2 separate regions of the Oncorhynchus mykiss genome follow, and region 2 is linked to region 1. Evidence: chromatin contacts called from public Hi-C data. All regions are on one chromosome and are shown on one strand. The core of a region is the stretch at or near the end of the contact, and the rest is flanking DNA. Distances in the headings are between cores, read along the strand shown. Region 1 overlaps LOC110502786 (alpha-N-acetylgalactosaminide alpha-2,6-sialyltransferase 2). Region 2 overlaps cep131 (centrosomal protein of 131 kDa).

Region 1 (3,033 bases), core at 166-2,665:
GTAGAGGAAAACCGGAACCATTTAATGTCATTGTTAAAGGATTGTTATTCTAAAAAGACATACAACAAAAATGTCAGATAAGCTAATTCATTGATTCTGTTGTAGGGTCTTTGGTTTCTTTACCCTGCACCACATATATTTTGTGCACATTTTGAGTGAGCCTTGGTAGGTGTTACCATTTTCCACATACATGTCCACTTCCCATGTGGAGGTGACCATGCAAAGTCTCAGTCAGAGATCAATCTCTATGGTCACAGTGACCAGATTCATCTAATGTTCTTCTCAGGTCCTGAATGACCTCATTCATCAGGCATCAATATTCAGCAGAAACAATGATACTTCTGTGACTATTGTCACTATTCATTCTGGGTCATGCTCATTAGGGTACAGCATAGCAAAATGTTTTGCAACGGAAAACTAAAAGAAATGTTTCTTATTGGAGGAGTTTAAGTAGTCCTTCCTTTTTTCAGTCAATTTTCTTCTGGTTGGTGCCTAACGAATCCAGCCCTGAGCTAGCTTTGAGAAGAGTCCAGGTGCTCTATTGTCTAGTCCAGCCACACATACTCCAATTCTCCAAGAGATCCTTGGAAACATCCATTCATGTTCTGGGAGCGTGTGCCCGGAGAAAAAGGCCACTGACAAAGTGTCCTTTTGGAGTTGTTGTGGAAACATCTTCCTTCACTTCAAATAGTTTCCCCAGTTACCCCAACAACAACTCATTTTGCAGACAAAAGATTGAGATTCACATTAAGGAACACACTGGTGGTAGTTTGAAAAAAAATACAGTTCTTGTCTATGTAGCATTGCTCTCTCATATTAATAAGGAAACATGTATGAAAGTAAAATACATTTTAAAAACATATTTAATAAAAAATTTACTTTTTGATTTAAAAAAAAATAATCTGTTATCTTCTCCCCTTAACTTTGCTTTGGTCAAACACTTGAGTTGTCTGTTGACCCACTACTACACTGACTCCACACAGAAACATAGTAATATCATGTCAAAATTATCTGACTACTTATCAGAATAGACCATGACTACTGCCGGCAGTGCTGTGCGAAAGAATTTAGGGCAGTGAGCGAGGGTAGTGGGTATTTTAAGTAGGTGGCCCGCCCAGCAGCAACAGCCCTATCTCTTGTCAACATACAGTGGGGTCCGAAATTACTGACACCCTTAAAAAAAGATAAGCAATAACGACTGTGCAAAATAAATAATTAAAATACGGATCTATAATGAATGCAAAAAAATGGGGGAATTATATTTTATATTTACAATTGCTCAGATTTTGTTTAACAAGTAATACTTTTTATCTCTCAAAAAGGTAGTGGTTATTGACAACCCTAAAGATTCTGATAAATAAAGTGGTAAAAGTTGAATATTTGGTCCCATGACGACATCAAGCTTGTGACTCTACAAACTTGTTGGATGCATTTGCAGTTAGTTTGGTAGTGTTTCAGATTATTTTGTGCCCAATAGAGTCACTTTTATTATAAATAAGAATAGCATATGTTTCTAAACACTTCTACATTCATGTGGATGCTGCCATGATTACAGAAAATCCTGAATGAATTGTGAATAATGAGGAGTGAGAACGGTAGAGGGAGGGTCACAGATCATACATGCTAACCTCTCACCATTACCAATAACAGGGGAGGTTAGCATGTCTTGGGGGTATGATCTAACCTCTCACCATTACCAATAACAGAAGAGGTTAGCATGTCTTGGGGGTATGATCTAACCTCTAACCATTACCAATAACAGGGGAGGTTAGCATGTCTTGGGGGTATGATCTAACCTCTCACCATTACCAATAACAGGGGAGGTTAGCATGTCTTGGGGGTATGATCTAACTTCTAACCATTACCAATAACAGGGGAGGTTAGCATGTCTTGGGGGTATGATCTAACTTCTAACCATTACCAATAACAGGGGAGGTTAGCATGTCTTGGGGGTATGATCTAACTTCTAACCATTACCAATAACAGGGGAGGTTAGCATGTCTTGGGGGTATGATCTAACTTCTAACCATTACCAATAACAGGGGAGGTTAGCATGTCTTGGGGGTATGATCTTTGAAACATATGTCTGACTAAGACCCACAAAAGCTGATTGTCTGAAATGGTTTAAAAATACTAAAAAAGGTCTTAAAATAGTATAAAAAGGCTAATAAAAGGGGCCTCGCGGGTGGCGCAGTGGTCTAGGGCTGTTCCACCAGAGACTCTGGGTTCGCACCCAGGCTATGTCGCAGCTGGCCGCGACCGGGAGGTCCGTAGGGCGACGCAAAATTGGCCTAGCGTCGTCTGGGTTAGGGAGAGTTTGGACAGTAGGGATTTCCTTGTCTCTCCTCCTGTAGCGGGCTGGGTGTAGTGCACGCTAACCAGGTCGCGAGGTGCACGGTGTTTCCTCCGACACATTGGTGCGGCTGGCTCCCGGGTTGGATGAGCGCTGTGTTAAGAAGCAGTGCGGCTTGGTTGGGTTGTGTTTTGGAGGACGCATGGCTTTCGACCTTCGTCTCTCCAGAGCCCGTATGGGAGTTGTAGCGATGAGACAAGATAGAAACTACTAACAATTGGATACCACAGAATTGGGGAGAAAAGGGGGTAATATTAAACAATAAAAAAATTAAAAGGCTAATAAATATTATTTGGTAAAATATGTCCAAAATCAGGGCCATTGATAAAATCTTCAGCTGCACAGTCTAAAACAATCTTTTCCCAGAATGAAAAGAATCTGTCAGTTTTCCTGGTAACTCAGCAAGTGTCAGCAACAGTCTATGACTGGCCACCTGCCTCCACCCTTTTAGAGACTTCTCAAGCCCATCTCCATGGAGACCATTTTCTCAGAAGTATTGGCTAACCTCCAACATGGCAGGCAATGACGAAGTCAGACGTGGAGTAATTTTTCTATAAATCTTGTAGTTGCAACTAACAGTAAGTTAGTTTACTGGGGGTTGGCAAACCTTGGGAGCCAGTGGTGGACACATAGTCATTACCATAGACGTATGTCATTAATGTGGTCGTTGCCATAGTGAC
Region 2 (2,700 bases), core at 91-2,590, 37 kb after region 1:
CAAACAACTTATTAGGAGCTATCTTTATGGCTAGCATCACCTAGCTAACATTAGCTGGATAGCTAGCTAGTGACATCAAAAGTGGATGAAGACATGGATAGGTGAAATGTCAACACAGGTGCAACACGGCAGTGCTACAGTAGCAGCAAGTGTAGTCCTATGGGACACTAACAAGCTAGCTAGCTATAGTATAGGTAACTGTACGGTGAAGCTAACCCATATGAAGTAGCAAAGTTCATATATATCTCAGTGAGTAAATCACTTCTTTACCAGTACTAACGCAACTGCACCGTTTTCAGATAATTCGTTTATCAGAGAAACAGTTGAATGGTAGCTAGCATAGTTAAAGGTACTCTTGCGCTTGAAACAACTTTGGAACCAATTATTCACAGTTGTTAAGTTACCGGTAGCTTGCTACCTGGCTAGCTAGTTTTATTGGTCAAGGGAATAGGTTAGCTAGTATCTAGCATCGCCGGTAAAACTCCAGTAAATTCTGTATTAATCTTTGATTAGCTATCTATTAGCTAAGCTACCCTGACCTTGGCGTTTGGTTTGTTTACAAATTGCAGAGTGCTGTGCAAGAGAAAGTGTGGGCTGCGCACATGGAGGAAGTTGGAGATGTGCATGTCATATTAATCAATATTTTTAAGGAGCCATACATAATAGTTTGGCAGGTGGAACTAAACAAGCATTTCCGCACTAGGACAGGAATTAGGTCAAAATAGTGGCAGCAACATCCTCTGGAGGGGAACTTTAATCAATGATACGCTCCAATTGGGTTGTGACGGTCATGGAATTTTGGATGGCGGTAATTGACCAGCCAAATGACCACAGTCAACGTAATAACCATTAAAATACACATTTTCACCTCCCCTCCTGACAGCGATATAAATAATGAATAAAATGGGTGTCCCCATTCAGGTCAATTATGTTATAATGGGTGGAATGGCGGCAGAGAGGAAACGGTAAAGAGTGAGGAAGTGACGAATCTGTCTACAAAGTGAGGAATTTTTGTATGAAGGTCAATGATCGTGTCGAATTTTGTTGCTAATTTGCTACCTAATGCTTATTTAAATCGAATTTAAGTTTTCTAATGGTTAGGTTTGTGGGGTTTCCTGATGGGGTTACTTGATTTGAAAATGGGGTCAGTCACTGGCCTACATCCCAAATGGCTATTCCCTATTCCGCACGACTTTTGATTAGGTCAGAAGGAGTGCACTATATAGGGTGCCATTTAGGACTCAAGCACGGCCTTCCTGGCGCTTTCATTGTTATCCAGTCCTTCACTCTTATCACTACAGAGCAGGCAGTGTGACCACACCACACAGCAGCTCCACAAAACGACACTAGGACATGTGGGAAAGAACAGACTGGTGGAAATAAGGCCATCTGTACAACGCGCTCACACACAGGCAGCATGCACACGCGGGCGCTCACAAAGAAAGACATCTCTCCACCACACGTACTCTAATGAATTCAGCTTCTGAAAGACAACCACATTGGTTAAGTATCTATCTATATGGGAGGTTTGGTGATACATTACTTATAAACCTACTTCCTGTCCATTATTTGGGATTTCATGTCTTGCCTTTACACTGCCAGTGTTATCGTAGTGTGAATGTGTGTGAGCTCACGTGCGTGCATATATGGTGTGCATACAAACCTCTGCTTGGCCAGTTCCCTCTCTCTCTGACACTGCTCGTCCCGGTCTCTCTCCAACTGTTGTCGTAGCTCTTCAGTCTGGCAAACATAGCGTTGGGCTGCCCTCTCGTCTGCCTGCAGCAGCTCAGCCTCATGAAGGACCCGCAGCTTTTTCAGCTCTTGCTTGTGTTTACAGATCAGCTTCTGGATCTCTGGCTCCAGACCTGGCACAAAGCAAAGAGGAAGAACAAGAACGAAAAGTACAAGAGAGAGAGGAGAGAAAGAGAAACATCAGTTAACACAGAAATAATCACAGCAGAATTGTTACACTGCAAACAAAGTAATTATTGTAATTGTGAAGAGATAAACATTTGAGCTCTATGCATGTACTTCTCAGAAGTGAAATTAAGTTGACCCTAGACACTGAACTTGGGTATTTTTCTCCCTAATAGGATTTAGTGGAGGTTAGCGTAGGGTAAGCAGATCCTAGCTCCTGCCTTCGAGGCAGCTTCAAATGAGGCCCTCCTCTCACCTTTCACAGTGATCTCTTTTATCTTCTTGGTCTTCTCGTCGATCCACTTCTCCCTGCGGACCTTCTCTGTGGCACTCATCAACTCTTTCAGCTTCTTGATCTCCTGAGGATGAAGAGGGGCGGGTTAGAGGTTAGGGTTGAATGTCAAAAAGTAAATCTTCCTTTGGAAAGAAGTTACTACAGTGACTGGGAGGGACACGGTAGCGACACCATGTCTGTCACATCTTCCATGACAAAAGGTGCCTCAAAAAACCATCAAGGGTAATTTCTGTAGGCAAAAGATTAGGCTACATCCCAGGTGACCAAGAATAGATGAGAGTGTAGTGATCATAGACATACATATATTCATATTAAAATGTTTATATACATCATTGGTATTGATATGCAAACAGGAATGGTTTGAGAGGCTACATTCCACATGAGGGAAATGGTATGAAAGAATAGGGTTTAAGTGTTTTAATGGGCGAAGACAAACAGACAAGGGCTGAGAGAACACATGGTGTAAGGTTAGTCAGCTGCCTAGGACA

The links. A called contact is a pair of places that touch in the nucleus more often than the background predicts.
Region 2: a Hi-C map of blood shows a contact between it and region 1, with 7 times the contacts expected there. The contact joins two enhancer-like sites. A contact is called at or near these places in 3 of 3 Hi-C or Micro-C datasets (blood and liver).

What each region holds. Positions count from the first base shown.
Region 1 is chr23:42,475,461-42,478,493 of USDA_OmykA_1.1, forward strand. LOC110502786 (alpha-N-acetylgalactosaminide alpha-2,6-sialyltransferase 2) reads right to left here. Exons shown (of 10, transcript XM_021581060.2): 10 at 1,954-3,033. Among protein-coding and RNA genes, the nearest start is that of LOC110502786, 19 kb to the right of the region's middle. Within about 2 kb of position 1,416, at least 3 of the 11 cell types and tissues checked have an H3K27ac peak or open chromatin away from gene starts, as enhancers often do.
Region 2 is chr23:42,512,546-42,515,245 of USDA_OmykA_1.1, forward strand. It overlaps cep131 (centrosomal protein of 131 kDa), which reads right to left. Exons shown (of 26, transcript XM_021581059.2): 17 at 2,174-2,276; 18 at 1,664-1,865. Among protein-coding and RNA genes, the nearest start is that of LOC110502786, 18 kb to the left of the region's middle. Within about 2 kb of position 1,341, at least 5 of the 11 cell types and tissues checked have an H3K27ac peak or open chromatin away from gene starts, as enhancers often do.